Linked DNA regions of Mus musculus: all the other regions are linked to region 6. The links are chromatin contacts, called in public promoter capture Hi-C maps. All regions are on one chromosome and are shown on one strand. The core of a region is the stretch at or near the end of the contact, and the rest is flanking DNA. Distances in the headings are between cores, read along the strand shown. Region 1 holds the start of Cir1 (corepressor interacting with RBPJ, 1). Region 2 holds the start of E030042O20Rik (a long non-coding RNA gene). Region 3 holds the start of Ttc30a2 (tetratricopeptide repeat domain 30A2). Region 4 holds the start of Agps (alkylglycerone phosphate synthase). Region 5 holds the start of Rbm45 (RNA binding motif protein 45). Region 6 holds the start of 4930445N08Rik (RIKEN cDNA 4930445N08 gene).

What was found. Promoter capture Hi-C pulls out the DNA fragments that hold promoters and counts their contacts.
Region 1: a promoter capture Hi-C map of pre-B cells shows a contact between it and region 6, with 5 times the contacts expected there. The contact joins the promoter of Cir1 here to the promoter of 4930445N08Rik in region 6. A contact is called at or near these places in 2 of 39 promoter capture datasets (liver and pre-B cells).
Region 2: a promoter capture Hi-C map of pre-B cells shows a contact between it and region 6, with 5 times the contacts expected there. The contact joins the promoter of E030042O20Rik here to the promoter of 4930445N08Rik in region 6. A contact is called at or near these places in 4 of 39 promoter capture datasets (the C10 cell line, hippocampal neurons, liver and 1 more).
Region 3: a contact with region 6 is called in a promoter capture Hi-C map of pre-B cells, with 6 times the contacts expected there. The contact joins the promoter of Ttc30a2 here to the promoter of 4930445N08Rik in region 6. A contact is called at or near these places in 4 of 39 promoter capture datasets (the HPC-7 cell line, liver and pre-B cells) and 2 of 9 other capture datasets (adipose tissue and liver).
Region 4: a promoter capture Hi-C map of liver shows a contact between it and region 6, with 7 times the contacts expected there. The contact joins the promoter of Agps here to the promoter of 4930445N08Rik in region 6. A contact is called at or near these places in 3 of 39 promoter capture datasets (hippocampal neurons, liver and pre-B cells) and 2 of 9 other capture datasets (adipose tissue and liver).
Region 5: a contact with region 6 is called in a promoter capture Hi-C map of pre-B cells, with 6 times the contacts expected there. The contact joins the promoter of Rbm45 here to the promoter of 4930445N08Rik in region 6. A contact is called at or near these places in 2 of 39 promoter capture datasets (liver and pre-B cells), 1 of 484 Hi-C or Micro-C datasets (CD4 T cells), 1 of 115 datasets of contacts at active chromatin or transcription factors (thymic regulatory T cells) and 1 of 9 other capture datasets (liver).

Annotation. Positions count from the first base shown.
Region 1 is chr2:73,311,254-73,313,953 of GRCm38.p6, forward strand. It overlaps Cir1 (corepressor interacting with RBPJ, 1), which reads right to left and starts at 1,339. Exons shown (of 10, transcript NM_025854.3): 1 at 1,164-1,339. The coding sequence starts at 1,235. Scrn3 (secernin 3) reads left to right here and starts at 1,399. Exons shown (of 8, transcript NM_029022.1): 1 at 1,399-1,460.
Region 2 is chr2:75,705,567-75,708,266 of GRCm38.p6, forward strand. E030042O20Rik (a long non-coding RNA gene) reads left to right here and starts at 1,319. Exons shown (of 2, transcript XR_003953858.1): 1 at 1,319-1,861.
Region 3 is chr2:75,976,743-75,979,442 of GRCm38.p6, forward strand. Ttc30a2 (tetratricopeptide repeat domain 30A2) reads right to left here and starts at 1,437. Exons shown (of 1, transcript NM_001081228.1): 1 at 1-1,437. The coding sequence starts at 1,424. Ttc30a1 (tetratricopeptide repeat domain 30A1) reads right to left here. Exons shown (of 1, transcript NM_030188.3): 1 at 2,364-2,700.
Region 4 is chr2:75,830,814-75,833,513 of GRCm38.p6, forward strand. It overlaps Agps (alkylglycerone phosphate synthase), which reads left to right and starts at 1,364. Exons shown (of 20, transcript NM_172666.3): 1 at 1,364-1,698. The coding sequence starts at 1,400. Gm34861 (a long non-coding RNA gene) reads right to left here and starts at 1,374. Exons shown (of 3, transcript XR_866490.3): 1 at 1,228-1,374.
Region 5 is chr2:76,368,682-76,371,381 of GRCm38.p6, forward strand. It overlaps Rbm45 (RNA binding motif protein 45), which reads left to right and starts at 1,303. Exons shown (of 10, transcript NM_153405.2): 1 at 1,303-1,747. The coding sequence starts at 1,448.
Region 6 is chr2:74,577,763-74,580,462 of GRCm38.p6, forward strand. It overlaps 4930445N08Rik (RIKEN cDNA 4930445N08 gene), which reads left to right and starts at 1,282. Exons shown (of 2, transcript NR_166470.1): 1 at 1,282-1,362. It overlaps Lnpk (lunapark, ER junction formation factor), which reads right to left and starts at 1,186. Exons shown (of 13, transcript NM_027133.3): 1 at 1,057-1,186.

The DNA.
Region 1 (2,700 bases), core at 89-2,588, 1.3 Mb before region 6:
CAAAGTGCTCACAATGCTTCTCCTGCATATTATAAACTACTTTATGACCTAGGAGAAGTGGTAGTTGATTGCAGTGGCTTCCACCTGTAATCCCAGCATGCGGGGGTGGGGGTTGGGGGTGGGGGCAGGGGGTTGGAGGCAGAAGGACAAGGAGTTCAGGGCTATCCTCCCTAGACAGCAAGTTTGAAGCCAGCTTAGACTGCAGGAGATCCCACCTCAAATAGAGGCTATGAAACACATAAAGAAATACACTCGTGGGGATTAGGAGTACTACAAAATAAACAGAACAAGACTTTTGGGGTCAAGGAGTAAGGCTGAGATCTGGCAAGCCCTCCCCACTCCCAAGGGACTTAAAAACCTAAGTAACTATATTTGCAGATAACCAGTGTTAGCATTTCTTGCACTTTCTTCCACAGATATCCTAATGTACATGCATGCTAATATATACATTCTTTAGATGTATGGTAATATACAGGACCCACAACTGGTTTGGAAACAAAAGCGAAATATATTCTCATAAGTTTGTGTACTTTTGAGTACTTGAGTACTTTTCTTAACACACAGTGCTAAGCCTTCATTTCGAGTTTCTAGTCATTGGCCATACTATCTCATCTAATCTCCCTAAAATTTTTACAAACTAGGGCAACTGACACTGATAATTCTTGATCAACAGTGTACGAGGCTAATGCTCACATCATTGACTATTTTGTGCGAGGCCTCAGGGCTACATGTAACTGTACTGAACTAAGAATCCAAAGCCCAAGCACTCTCCCGTCGCCATTCTTTGGCGCTGTAATTCTCGCCACGGCCCTTCTGTGTCCAGCAACTGGTTGCCCTGTGATTGTTTAAAACGCTCAACTTGAACGCAGCCATCAGAAACACACTACGGGATGGAGAGTGAGCAGAGGGAGGATTTCTGCCAGAAGATCTCCGTTAAGCAGGAGTCTCGACCCAGAGCAGAGTTCACCGGCTTGGGGCTGTAGGAGACGGATCCTGAACGGACAGTGTTATCAAACCATGCGTGGGTCTCCCCACTGACTGACAGGCGGGACTTGGGGGATCATTCCTGCAAGGGGGAAAGATCGACGACTCCAGCCGTGAGGAGGATACGACCCTCCCAGGGAGCTTAGCAATCTCTGCCCTCTCCGGATGCCTTTACTCACCTTCTTGATGTTGGATTTGGACGCAGGATGGAAGTCCTTCTTACACATGAAATTGGCGAATGACTTCCCCATCTTGGCGTCTGAGTCGGAGAAGCCAACCGCTAGGTCTTCTCGGAACGTAAACAAACTCCCGGAGCTTCACCGGAACTGCTAGGCAAGTTTGGGCGAGAACTTCCGAGGTCGGGAGGATGACTACTTCCGTGGTTTGACGCTTGGCACCGCCCCTCTTGCTCTCTTCCGGCAGTCGCTTCTGGTGGCTGCCGCGGCTTTGGCGGCGTCCGCGCGTGCGCAGCAGAGGTAAGCTTGGGGAACCCCCTGTGCGCGATGCTCGCTCTCTGCGGGGTCGCGAGCGGCGGCGGGCTCTGCTGCGTCAGCTTCGATCCGAGCGCGGTCAGCCCGAACAAGCGAGGTCTCGAGGTTCGAGCCCAGCACTTTCTGGCAACGCCGACTCCAGTTGCAAAAAAATTTTCTTTTGCCGCGCAGTTCCCATGTAGATTAAGTTGTCTCCCGGCAACTGTAGGACGTTTGTGAGCCTCGGAAGATTGGTGTTACCAAAAGCACGGGAATAGACTGTTAGAAGCTCAAGAACCTAGGCTCTTCCTTTCCAATTACTGTTAAGGTTTAATAATAATTATAATAATAATAATAATATTATTATTATTATTATTATCATTATGTATACCTCGCCATGTAGCATTGGTTGCCCTTGAACTAACAGATCCGTCTGCCTTTGCCTTCCCAGGCCTGGGATTAAAGGCCTGCGCCACTACACCCAGCTCCCTTCCGTTATTTCTAGCCATGCAGAAGTTTGCTCAGCAAACATCGTGAATGATGAGAACATGTTAGGGCCAACGACTTTCTCCCTGGGTGCGGGTTTCTTAGCTGTTGCCGCCATCCCAGTTTCGGGTAAGCAAGGCTTAGTCCACTGAGGATAGTCACTTAGTCTGGTGAGGATAAGAATGCCAAGGTACAACGGATGTCAGCTTTCATTTGGGTGTTGGCTGTGTGCCAGTTTTTTGTTTTTTTATCTTGTGTTATTCGTGGCGCGGTCCACGTAACGCTCAATCTTCAATTACAGGCATGCACCACCAAGCTGGGTTTTCACCTTCTAGGTGGTGTTTTAATAATTATTTACTTATTTATTTTAATACTGACGGGCCTGGAAAAAAGGAGAATTAATAGCCTGCCTAAATTATGTGTTGGAGTAGCTAACTTTGGAGCACAGTAAGCAGGAGATCAAGAAATTTAGAGGGGCGACACAAAAGAAAAACTGGTACGTCTTCCCATCTTTGAGATGGAGAAGACCCTTTACTTGTTCCATGGTGAACTTGTTTCTTGAGTCATTTTGAGACATAGGCTAGCTTTAAACTCTAGCTCATCCTGCCGAGTCCTGAGATTGCAGGTGGGCTATCATATCCTGCTTTGCTTTCCTTTCAATAAAACATTTATTGTATTTATATTTTTTATTTTGTTTTAAAATATTTAGGATGCTCCCATATAAAACTATGCTAAGAATTGGTTCTTCCTGTTTGTTTTT
Region 2 (2,700 bases), core at 69-2,568, 1.1 Mb after region 6:
CCCTTTAATATAGTTCGTGTTGTGGTGACCTCCAACTAGAAAAGTATTTTTGCTGCTACTTCATAACTAATTTTGTTGCTATAAATTGTAATGTAAGTATCGGATGTGCAAAATATCTGAGATGCTTGGGGTGGCTCTCCACAGGCTGAGAACTGTACCATAGACTCTGCCACTTGGGTTTGGTGGTGGTGGTGGTGGTAGTGACTGTTTTCACAACGTTCATTCCCAAACATACTTCTTTAACTGCCCCCGAAAAAAAATCCAATTTCTAAAATAGTTATATGGGCTTAGAAAAAAAATCGAGGGATGTTTTAATGTGTTAATAGTTGAAAACCCAGAGTATTTTTATCTTTCTCTTTGTTGTTTTAAGTATGTTTGAACACAAATATCTTCTTTTGAATTTTTTTTTTTTTTTTTGGTTTTTTAAGACAGGGTTTTTCTGTGTAGCCCTGGCTGTCCTGACACTCACTCTGTAGACCAGGCTGGCCTAGAACTCAGAAATCTGCCTGCCTCTGCCTCCCAAGTGCTGGGGCTAAAGGTTTGCGCCACCACTGCCTGGCTTGAAATGTATTTTAAAAACCACTACCCTATTATGGGCCTGGGGTCAGTTAGAGATTCAACAATCTGACAAAGAAAGGTCTCTTACTCAGATCCTAGCGCTAGGTCTCCAGCTGAGACTCAGGACTTCTGAATGCAATGCTCAGCCATTTGTTCTCTCACAAACAGAATGCAAACAGAATCTCCTTCTCCAGCAAAACAGAAACAGCAGTAAAAAAAATTTAACCCTTAACGGCCCTTAACATTTGGAGGTCTAATTTTGCTTTATAGTTCTCTGGAGCACCGAAAATTTAAACTTTTAAACATAAAGTTAGCCAACAACATAATATTTCATAGTATTAATGCTGCAGGGGCCAACCTCTGTCGGCAGGAGAGCTAAGGGCCTTGTGACAACTGAAAGCAGAGTTACTAGCCAGGAAGAACCTGAGAAAGGAAATGGGAGGCTTTTACTTCCTCCTTGTAGGGCCTTTTCCCTCTCTCTGTGATGCCAAACCAAACTGAATAGTTTGCTTAGTAGTTTGCGTAGAAGCAGCACGTTTCCCCAAGGTCATACAGTAATCTCTGTGTTGTGCATAAAGCAGATCAAGTGCCCTACCATGCTGTTGGAGTACCTCGGTTAATGAATCGACCTGTTCTTCTAATTTTACAGTAGACTTTTCTAATGCAAATAAATCCTGGGTTATCTGACATCTTACATTTTTGTAAATGACACCAAGCCATTGTTGTAGCTGTTGCCGGAAGAATGGCTGCCAACTGTTAGAAGGGCAGCTGACAATCCTAAGTTTTCTATGAGGGATAGAAGGGGAGGAACTGCATTTTTCTGCTCCAGGGGGCTGGAGAGATTTGCAAAAACAAGTACTCTCTCCATGCCACACTGTCGCATACAAACATCTGAGGAATACTAGAGACAAAAGTTGGGGCTTTGATACATACGCCAAAGAGCTAAAAGCAGGGATGTGATCACATGCAAACCAAAGAGTTTTAACCCAGAGGTGAAGAAAGGAATGCCCACTTGACAAGTGGTGGCCAAGAGCTGTGAGACATCTAAGGCAAGAGGGTCTAGACATATACTCCATAAAAGAGGGAGGGAACATAGACAAAACATTATTAGTCTATAACTAATACATGATGTGACAGCCACACGGGAGTCTTATCTTCAGTGGATCTTCTCGGGCCTTGATGACAGTCCATTTTTCTGCAGCAGGGTCATCATCCCCTGATCACCTGATCTGAAAGTGATGCATCCAGGTGTGGCTATGGTCTTCCTTGACAGCAGCAGAGTGTATGTAGTAAGGATGATGAGGTATGGGTCTTCCAGTGGGGTCCCAGTTTCCTTTCAACCTAACATTCTAGACTTTTGTTGAGGATAAGGGGAGATGCACTCTCCTTGGTAACTGCTTCTCAGCTGGAATTCGTGTGTTGTCAGGGCCCTGGAAGGCTGTAATGCTGGTCAAAGGCCAAGGGGTGGGGCTCTAGACAGGAGCTGAAAAGATAGGGAGCAATCACACACATTAGCTGTACTGGTTTAGATCAGTTTCCAGCAAGCTCACAGGTGTTTGGTGCAGTTTGTGGTCTGCTGCTGATCCTGGGTGGGGTCAGCCAAGTGGACAGAGGTTAAACTTTAAGAACTTAAAGGAAAACTCTTACATTTAGAGCCTCCCCCCCTCTGGAAGGAGCAGTAAGCTTAGGCTGTTGATTGACAGGATTACCTATCTGGAGTTATTTGACCTGTGACAGGTGAATTCAAGTTTTATTATTATTTTCTCAGACCCTTACAACTTACGTAAATCTCGAACCTTTTCCATTTAACCATTTATCATAAGACACAGTGGTTGATTACTGCGAGGAGTCATTGCAATGCAAGTTCTTTAAATAGAGGAATTGTAAAGGCTACTCGGAAACCTGTTTTGTGAGCATGTCTTTTTCAAACCAGGAGACCCAATAGCTCTAGAAAAGGCAAGGCGCCTGATTTCCATATATGGAATTCATGTTCCAGGCAGCTGCTGCTAAACGGATAAAGCTACAGTTAGCCATCAACACCATCAGAGATTGGAGAAGAATACATTTGAGCAGGCTGTATAAAGTAAATGGCCTCTGTATTAGTAAAATGGCAGGTACTTACCCACTACGTGGACGATTACT
Region 3 (2,700 bases), core at 187-2,686, 1.4 Mb after region 6:
TTGTACTTGTTCTCCTGCATGAAGAGGACATGGGCCACATTCAGCTTCCACACATCATGGTCATTACAGAATTCCACAGATTTGCGGAAGATCTTCTCTACCATTGGGTAATTCTCAAGATTCCAGTAGATTTTTGCCTGGGCCATCAGTACAGGAATATATTTCTCAAGAGTTTCATCATATTCATTCACAGCCTTTATGACAACTTCATCATCTCTGTTATGCCTTGCTTCTTGAACTTGCTTAGTGAGTCTCCTGAGCTGCTCAGTCAGCATGCCAGCCAACCCATCAAGTTTAATGAAAGCCTCTTCAGGAGCTGTCTGGCAAGTGATCATGGCATCCAAGAAGTCATAGAGATAGGGTGTGAGGAACTTGTAAGTCAAGTGGGCATTTTCTGCCAGGACATCAGCTGCCAGGTCAAAATACTCATATTTACAGTAGAGCAGCAGCAGGTTGCCAAAGGTCTCTGGGGGAAAGGGGTTCTGCTGGAGCAGAAACTGGAGCTTTTCAAAGCCCTCTGTGGGCTTGGCATCCATGTTCATCAGAGCCTGGTTGTGGAGGGTTACGGGGTCCAGCTCTTCCTCTGCTCTGGGTGGCATGTCAGTGAGGGCTTCCTGGGCTGCCTCGTAGTTTCTCAGCTGGTACTCTATGGCTGCCTTGAGGTTGAAGGCTTCGACCAGAGCAGTCTGGTGAAGGACTACAGTGTTGCCAACACTGCGAACATCAATGCCCTCCGTGGTCATGCCCACACCGAGTTCTGGGTGTTGACGGATGCCACGCTCAATGATATTGGCAATATGCTTCAGTGCTGGGGCATAGTGCCTGTTGCTGTAACAAGCTAAAGCTAGGTTGTAAGATACATCGGGCTGGTAGCCAGAAGCCTGCAAAGCCGCAAAGAATTTGGAGCAGGCAGCTTCATAGTGTCCCTCCTTGTAGAGCAGACAACCCATGTTGACCAAACCATCTGGGTCATTCTCCCCTCCACTGTCTTCTCCAGCTTCCCCACTCAGCAGCTGCTCCACCAGGCTCCTGGCTCCTGGGAGGTCACCTTCACTGTACTTGATAGCAGCTTGTAAACGAAGGACTCGGCTATAGAAGGTGGGGTTGTCCAGGAGGAAGGCGACCCTGGTGGCCTCTGGATACAGGCAGGCCTTGTACAGCGCCTGGGCCTGGTACAGGCGGTACTGCTCGAGTTCCGGGTGCATCTGGCTCAGCTGCTCATAGCACTCTGCAGCGAGCTCGAACTCCTGCAGGCGGTAGTAGCAGTAGGCCAGCAGCGACAGCCCTGCGCGGCTGCGGGAGCTCCTCTGCAGCTCTGCGCTCAGCAGTTGCACCGCCTCTGAGTAGCGGGAGTCGCGGATGAGCCTGTACACCACTGCTGTGAACTCACCGTCGGGGATCTGGGAGTTGCTCAGCCCTGCCATAACTGTCAAGATTGAGTGTGCTTGTTCCCATGGCAACAAGCCAACGGAAACGGAAGTCTGGAGATTTTTTTTTTTTTTAACGTATCCAGGAAGTTGGTTTCTAAGAGAAGTATCTAGCCATTCTTGGAAGGGAAGTGTGATTTGGAAGGGAAGTTCACTAAGTTCCTGAACATAAAGTAGAAGAATATATGTATATATTCTTCTGTGTTTTTCTTAAACATGAAATCCTCATATTTTGAGTGAACAGCAACAGGTCAAATAATAATGTAAAAACACTTTACAGTCAAATCTCTGACACACCTGCTACTATTTCTCTACCTAAAGGGATGACTGTATGTGTATGAATATAGATGCTTCATATATCTACACAACCCCTGTAAAAATATTAACCATTCCCCGTTTCTGGAAGAAAAAAGGCATTTTATTATAGGAACAGCATAATTGAAAGCTGTTGTTGCATTGCAAGAATTTGGTGGTTTTGTGCGTTTCAAACTTTCAAAGCCTAATTTTTTTGATGTTTTGAAAGATAGACTGATAATTATTAAAAACAAAAGAACATCATGGAAAAATAGGGTTTACTTTATGCCTTTGGGAACTGGAGGGTTCTAGCCCAGCAAGGAGCACTCTCCATGGGCTACCTGTGAGAGGTAACTGGGATGGCTGTGGCCACAAAAATGGTAAAATGAAGGAAAAAAAATTCAGATGCTCTTTATGTAACTTTAAATAATGTAAGTATAACTTCACGTATCAATATTTATATTCCATTAATGCCAGAAGGGACTTTGATAATGTCAAATAGAATAAAATGTACTTCCCTTTCTGAAGATACTAAGAGATGAAACTCTAGGATTAATGTCGTCTAATACCTACATCTGATAGGAATTAAACATTGATTTTAAAATTATTTATATTATCAAACACTACAAAAGGTCAATTATGAACAGTAAAAAATCAGATATTTATCAGTTGTTTATTAGCTTCAAAGAACAGTACTATTTTTTTTTTAGAAACAATTTCACAGTGAATTTTGAACATTCTAGGAAAGAGCCACTAACAACATGAAAACTGTTGTTAAATGTTACTTCTTCCTTTAAAAAATAAAACAAAACCCCAAAACAATGAAAATCTTTAAAATCTACAATTGTACAAAACTTCTACACAACAAAGAGAATGATCATAAGGATAAACTAAAGCAGAGCATGTAATTCCTGAAACTACTTCTAAAGCCCAAATGTCATGTAGCTAAGGCCCATGGCAGATACGTGTCCTCCATGGG
Region 4 (2,700 bases), core at 114-2,613, 1.3 Mb after region 6:
AGTTTACTTATTGATTTATTTTAAGTAAGACGCTACTTCTCTAGCAGAGAATGATGTCAAAGGATCTCTTTCTTCTGTTATGAAATGTTCAGGAATGCATATCTGTTCTCTTAGTCATGCATCCAGCCCCAGTCACACCCTGCAGGAGCAGGTTTGCCCTGGTGAGAGGATGGTCACCTAAACAGAGCTCTCATGGACTTAAAAGTCAGAAGAGCAAAGAGAATTCAACAGAGACCTTAGGTAGATGCACAAAATAGATGTTACTAGGCCTTTATAGCTTTTATATTATCTGGAAAAAAAATCAAGTATAAAAAGATGCTAAGCCACCCAACACCTTCCCTTCAAGGCTCAGGGATCGACACAGAAGAGGAGGAAAGATTCTAAGAGTCAGAGCTGATGGATGACTCCAAAGAAAGTGTCTTTTGTATACAACAGAACTAATTCACATACGAACTCACAGAAACTGTGACAGCACACAAAGGATGTACAGGGGATCAAGCCAGATGGAATCCTAGAGCTGAGAGGTTGAAGTGGACACAGCGTCCCACCATGAACCAAAAAGCTATCTGAAATTGGTACCCATCCGCACAAGAAAAGTACTTTTTGCCAGTGGAGTCTCACTAGGTATATTAACCACACTTCAGAGTGGGCCCCATGCCTAGGAGTTGTTGGCTAACACAAAACGAACTCAATGGTATTTTTGCAGATAACACTTTTTCACGTAAACAAACAAACCAAAAAACCAAAAAACCAAAAAAAAAAAAAAAAAAAAAAAACAACCATTAGATTGAAGGCTGTGGTTTTTATACAGCCTGTGGGCAAGACGGCTCAGTAGGTAAAGGTACTTGCCACGAAGTTTGATGACCCGAGTTTGATGCCCTGGATACACATGGTGGAAAGAGACAACTGGAAGTTGTCCTCTCACTTCCACATGAGTGCTGAACACAGTGCTAGACACCTAGAGACTGATGGGGCACTGGCTCTATCGCTTAAAGGATTGGTTTTGACCTAGGGGAAGTTCACCAGGTTTGGCTCCATTGCCAGATCAGCAGCACCACCGGCCCACTCACTATTCAGGCTCCTAGGCATCTGTTCCAGAAAATAGCCTCCGGGCGCTCGGGCCACATCCAAGATGCCACACCCATAGGTTTGGCAACTGCGGGTGTGCTGTGTAGTTTGGCTCTCCTCCTGCCCCTTTGGGCCAATCCGGGCTCCGCTGGAACTCACCTGCTCTGCAGGTACGCCAGGACGAGGCGTGGCGAGGCGCGGCGGCGGGCGTGGCCGAGGCGGGGAGGGGCGGGGCGAAGCTGCTGTGGGCGGGGACAGAGCCCGTTGAAGCTCCAGGCGCAAGGCCCCTGCCGCCAGTCGCCGCGGTGACTGCCGGGATGCGCCGCAGCGAATGGTCGCGCGGGGCGCCGCTCTGAGTGACCTTTCACCCGAGCCCAGCGGCCTCGGGCGGCGGCACAAGGCGGAAGCCATGGCGGAGGCGGCGGCGGGCGAGGCGGGCGCGAGCGAGCGGGACCCAGACGCGGGCCGCGCGCGCCGGCGGCTGCGGGTTCTGTCGGGCCATCTGCTGGGCCGGCCCCAGGAGGCTCCGAGTACCAATGAGTGCAAAGCGCGGAGAGCCGCGTCGGCGGCCGGGGCGTCGCCCGCCGCTACTCCTGCCGCACCAGAGTCGGGCACCATCCCCAAGAAGCGGTGAGTAGCGGCCCGGGATGGAGCTGGCGGCGGGAGGCCGTGAGCGGCCTGGGCTGTGGGAGAGGAGAGCACGGGAGTGGGCAGGGAGTTGGCAGGGTGGGCGGAAGGCATTCCGATCCCTGAGAGTACATCAGCTTGCGGGCTGGGAGTGGACCAGACACACCGGACTCTGTCGGGAAGGGGCGGCATGGCTTGGCCGGATTTTGGTGTCTCTTTTTGAAGGAAACACATTTCATGACCTAGTGGGAAAAGGGTTTAAGCGGATCCCCTCTTTTGGGTTTTGGAGGCTGGAAATTCATTCTCTATCTTGGAACGGGTAGCAGGAGGATTGTCTTAATCTACGACGAGGAGTTTTAAAATTGCACTAGATAATCAGATTTCTACGAATTCTCAAAAGCCTGGATGCTAGCAAGCTGGAGTGGGATGGTGGTACTCTGGGGAGAGGTGTGAGTGGTTTCTGTAGGGTAGGTTACCACTTCCTTGTGGTCATGGATTCTAACTTTAAGGGAGGAAACCAGTGAGTGAGTGAGTGAGATACAGTAGACTGCAAGCGTTAGTGACTTAAGACTTTGGTATTCCAGCTACTGATCCTTTAAGAAGCTAAAAGACAAGAGTCTGAATGAGGAATGTTTGTAAAACCTTAAGACCATTGGAGGAGAATCTCTGTCTCTGATGAAAGCTGTCGAGAGATGGTGTTTTCTGAGATGATCAGTTTGGAAAAACTTGGAGAATGAAAAAAAAAAAAGATTTTGCTAACTCGAATGTGTACTTTCAAAGTGCTGGAGATGGTGCTATTTCCATTACTTCTACGTTCCTAAGGTATTAGGTAGGTGCAGTAGTCTTCCATTTTACAGATGAAGAAATTAGAAGAAAAGGTTAAGAAGTGTGCTGCAGGTAGCAGGTACCTGTGTTACAGTTTACACATCAAAAGCAAATCAAATGGACTGCCTCATGAATTCAACCCATGTAATTAAGTTCTCACTGCATACACACTGTGCCAGA
Region 5 (2,700 bases), core at 53-2,552, 1.8 Mb after region 6:
CTGGTTCTGTTACCTGTGCATCTTAACTTTGAGCCTCAGATTTCCTCATCTCTAAAAATAGGGATAAGGATTCCATGGTTGTAAAAGGCTCCTTTCAGCCATCAGACTCTATGGTTTTAACTCTTAGTATTCTATTGCTGCGAAGAGACACCATGACCACGGTAACTCTTATAAAGGAAAGCATTTCACTGGGGCTGGCTTACACTTTCAGAGGTTGAGTCCACCGTCATCATGGCGGGAAGGATAGCAGCAGGCAGAGATAATAGTGCTGGAGAAGCCGCTGGAAGTTCTACCTCCAGGTCCAAAGACAAGAGGGAAAGAAGGCACTGCTACTGAAACTCCCAAAGCTCAACCTCACACTTCCTACAAGGCCACACCCACTCTAACTAGGCCACACCCATCCTAACAAGGCCACGCCAAAACGGTGATGAAGACTGTGTTTTCACCAAAATTTCAGACAAACTCCCCCCAGGTCTTCTGCTTGACTAGATCCAACTTCCAGCTTTCTGTTCTAGGGGAATCTAATTGGAGGACAAATCCTGATAAGTCAGTTTCGCCATAATTCTTATCCTTGATGTCTGACTGCTGTTAATGTCTTTTTTTTTTTTTTTTTTTTTTTTTTTGGTTTTTCGAAACAGGGGTTCTCTGTATAGCCCTGGCTGTCCTGGAACTCACTTTGTAGACCAGGCTGGCCTCAAACTCAGAAATCCACCTGCTGCTGCATCCCAAGTGCTGGGATTAAAGGCGTGCGCCACCACTGCCCGGCTGTTAATGTTTTATTACTTATCAACTTATCACTTATCTACAGCCTAAGTTCTGGGAAGCAGATCTACTGAGAGTCTCTCTTACCCCGCGATCTTCAGTAATTGTCCTTATACTAACTCATATTGTACTGTCCTCCATTTATCTTACTGGAACCAAGTCCAGTCTCTCCCCCTTACTGCAAGACCCCAACGCAATGGTCCTTTGTACCTGTCTCTATGGACCATTTTGAGTGAAGCCTGCCTGCTTTTTGTATATTTTTGGTGTGGTGCTTTTGCTGACCTCAAATTTACTATGTAGCCCAGGAGGCCTCAAATGTAGCAATCTGATTACAGGCTTAGTAGAAGCCAGCTTTGGGAAGGCTTAAGAATCAGGCAGGTGGATCTTTTTAGCCACAGGGCAAAGTGGTTTGCATAAACCCATTCTTGGTTTTCCCTGGGACTGAAGATTTGAGATTGCTGAGTCCACCGTGGCACCAGGGGGCGCTGCAGAATGTTCCCGGAAGCCCGCAGACCTCACTGCGGGACGCACCTGCTTTCCGGCTCTCGGCTCTTCCGGAAGCGGAGCTGCTTACCGGCGTGGGGCGAGACGGGGAGCTGCCGGGAAGCGGCCGGGAAGCGGCCGAGAACCTGCCGGGTGAACAGGGCCTGCAGGGGGGCTGCGCCTGGGTCCCGCGTGGGGCGCCATGGACGACGCCGGCGGCTTGGGAGGCAGCGGAGGATTCCGCCCGGGCGTAGACAGCCTGGATGAGCCGCCCAACAGCCGCATTTTTCTAGTGATCAGCAAGCACACATCCGAATTGGTGCTGAGGGAGCGCTTCTCGCCCTTCGGAGACATCCAGGACATCTGGGTGGTGCGCGACAAGCACACTAAGGAGTCCAAGGGCGTGGCCTTCGTCAAGTTCGCGCGCAGCTCACAGGCCTGCCGGGCAATGGAGGAGATGCACGGACAGTGCCTGGGTCCCAGCGACACCAAGCCCATCAAGGTGCGGGGCTGAGGTGCCTGGTTTAGGGTGTGTGAGGTAGAGATGCCCAGGTTGGGGTGTTTGGGATATGGGTGCCCGGGGTTGAGGGTGCTCGCGAGGGTGACGGCGGTATGGGTTGGGGTCTCTCCCGCCCCTTTGCTGCGCCGGGGATGCTGTGCATCTGGTAGGAGAGGGGTTGGATTCTGCACGCACCGTGAGTGTGCCGAGGATGGCTTGGAGGAGCGGATCCCCGGCCTCTGGCCAAAGGAGCCTCTTACCCTGGGAACAGATTGGGTAGCCACATCCAAGGATAGCACAACTGTGGCTGACCTCGTAAGTCAGTCAACCTCCTGTCCCCGTCTTCCTGTCTATTGTGAAAACTTTTCTGAGCTTCCTCTCTCGAACACTGTAATTACCTTCGCGACTAGAAAATTTAGTTTTAGGGTTTTTTTTCCTCGTGTATTTTACTTTTACAAAGCTTGAAGGATCTCTTAAGTAAAAAAAAAATTACAGCACCATGCCTATAAACAGAAAATTATCAAAGTAAAAGTATTTTGTGACAAGCTATGCTATACTGGAAAGGGGCAAACCTAGAAAACGGTGCAAGGTGTGGGGGAATTCTGGTTTGGGTTTTGTAAGAATACCATTTACGAGTGTTCATGGACTGTGGGCTAGAGTGTCTCCAGCCCCTCTTCTATGCTGCACCTGGGCATGGGGAGGGGAGTTAGAGGGTAGTAGGGGCAGAGAAAGGCAGAGGGAGAGGAGGAGGGGGAGGGAAAGAAGAAGGAGCAGGAGGAAGAAGAAGAAGAGAGAAAGAAAAGGAAGAAGAAAGAAGAGGCCAGCCATGAGCACGTAGAGAAGGGGAAATAAATGGGGGCGGGGGGAGAGCAAGGGAGGAACGGGGTTAAAATTTTTGAGAACAAGGTGTGTGCTAGGTCATTCATGTGCGCTATATAGATACAGTCATTAATCAG
Region 6 (2,700 bases), core at 32-2,531:
ACACCATAAACATTTATTAACATCATTACTATGGTGACCCCAATAGATGTCAAGGAACTTTTTAAAACTTCACTTTTAAATGAACCACTCTTGCTTAAGGTTCGTATTCGAAATCAACTTTGTTCTTCTAAGAAGGCACTATGGAGACCTTTGGGAACTAGGTATTAGCCCTGCCTGCCAGCTTGAACATATATATGCCTGTAACTAAATTTACTCACATCCATCACACCTCTAGACAATGTTGTCAACGCTAAGACTGAGGCCACAGAGACAGAAAACAATAGGCTCTAAGCACCACAAACCAGAAACCAAAAAGTAAGAACAGAACACTGAAAACTCAGTGAGTCGCAGGTGTTGCTTAAAACTGCACGCAGAAATAAATTCACCAATCCGAACTCTCCGTCCGCAAACACACCATCAAAGAATTAAACCTACTGATGCCCCTTGGAGTTGCTTTTCCCGGGTCGCTCCTGTCACCACGCACCTTCGTCCTACCCCACCCCTCAGACTGGTCGCTGTCCCTCCAATAAGTAAGGACAATGGTTGTGGAGCAGCTCCTCTAAGTCGCTCACAATCCACGCCCACACGCGGACGGAGCAGCATGACACTGACAGTTTTCAGACCTTCCCGTCGTGCCAGCTCAGGTGGACGCGGAGGTGATCGGGGCTCTCAGGGTGGATATTTCAGCTAGGGATGTGCTCTCTGGGACCTTCTGACACTTCTTAACACAGGGGGGGCCCAAGGGCTCGGGCTCTAAACAGCCACTGCGCGGAATCCCTGAGAACATACCCGGAAAGAACACCGGCCTCAGGGGAGGCAGAGCCGGGTCTCGTGCGCTCCGGAGCCGCTCGGGCCGCTGTTCAGGGCGATCCACGAGAGAAGGCGGCAACAGTGTACGGAGGGCAGCAGCCCCGCGGCGTGTTCCCCAGCCGCCACCAAGCTCTAGGCCACTTGGCAGGGGCGGAGGCACCCGGGCCGGCGCGCCGAGGAACCCGGAGACTGGTTCCCGCTGTCCGGAGCGCCTCCGTCTACGCGGCCCTCCCTTCACAGTCCTACCTGAGAAAAGCGGGCGCCGCTCGGCCTGGGCGTCCACTCGGGGAAGCCTGGGTCGCCACCGCGTAGAGCCTCTGGAGCAGGCAGCAGCACCTACAGATAGAGCGCTGGGCCCGGCCAATGCCTTCCCATCAAACCCCGCGCTCCTGCCGCCAGCCAATGGGCGCTGCAGCCGGCGCGCGCCGCTCCCCCATCACGTGATCCGGCCGGCCCAGCCGTTGGTGCCTCAGAGCGGCGGGTGTGGCAGGAGGATTTAGGCTGAGTATCCTCCGCGCTAGTGTAGGCTGTCGGTCCTCGGGGCACCACAGGGTAGGGCGGTTCCGACTGACTCTTACTAGTTCTGCCTCCTTTTCTCATGAACAACTCCCACGCCCCAGTCTCGCCAAGAAAAGAAACTGATCCTGATTGTCCCAGACCTTCTGAGCGAGAGAAGAGTGGGGAGGACAAAGGGGAGGGACGTTGAAGGTCGAGACCTGTGTGTCTGGAAAAGAGAGGGTACCTGAGATCCCAGATCAGCTGTCATCCAGAAGGCAGCAAAAAAGTTTACATTGCATAGCTCAGAAGCCATCCCAGCCAAGCAAGTGGAGAGAGACAGACAGACATCATACATAACACCTCCTGGCCATACCCCATGAGGGCTTTAGGCTTGTTTCTGTTGCTCTTGGACGTCAAAAAGGGTCCTTTCATGACTACGCGCTTATCTCACCAGCATGAGAAGAACTTGAAATGATAAGGATGGTCTTTTCAAGCTAAGGGGTAGCAACAAAGGCTGAGCTTTCCAAAATTACACTCTTAACAATCTCCAAAACCTCTGAATAACTGGGGCCCCTTAAACAGTAGTGCTGTATTTCCCTAAGAATTGAAAACGACCTAAAGAAGGCTGTATTCCAGTCAACTGCAAGTATCAATAACAAAACTTCAATGGGAGGGGTGGGGGCGCTCCATAGGCAAAATTAGGAGGGAAACTTCAACAAAAGCTTTTATGTTCTGTGTTCAATCACTTTTACGGGTTTTTCTTCTTTAGTTAAGGAAGAAAATGTTTCTGATTTTCAAAGTGCAATAGATATAATAATATGCTATGTTTACACTGACAACACCAGCAGAGAAGAAGGCATAGACATAGTATCTACTTTGTAAGATAATCCCCTAAATTCTAAGATCTTCAGTTACAGCTTTGTAAACTTAAAAGAATAGGAGAGAGCTAAACTTTAGTGTGCCATGTATCGCCTCACCAATGTGGAAGAAAGTAAACAGACATTTCACCAGTTTTTATTTGGAAAATTAGCCATTTTATTTCCCAGCCTTGGTAGTTTCTAAGAACATAAAACTCGTGCTGCCTCTTGTCTCAGATCTTTCCTAAAGGGAACAGGAAAGTTTTGTTTGTTTTTGTTGTTGTTGTTGTGTTTTGTTTTGTTTTTGACTCTTGCTAATACTTGTCCTAGGGTTTTTCATTGAGCTATCAGGGAGTTTAAAAATAAAACAGGACAGAGAGAAGAGAGCTAGCTAGAGGCAAAGATTCTAAAAGATCTAATCCTGAAAAAAAAGTTTCTAGGGAAATCACATGAGAAAAAATGTTAGCCTAGCCAGGTTTGAAAGGGAAACATAAAGTCTAAATCATCTCTCAAATCTTCCCAAGTATTTTTCAAG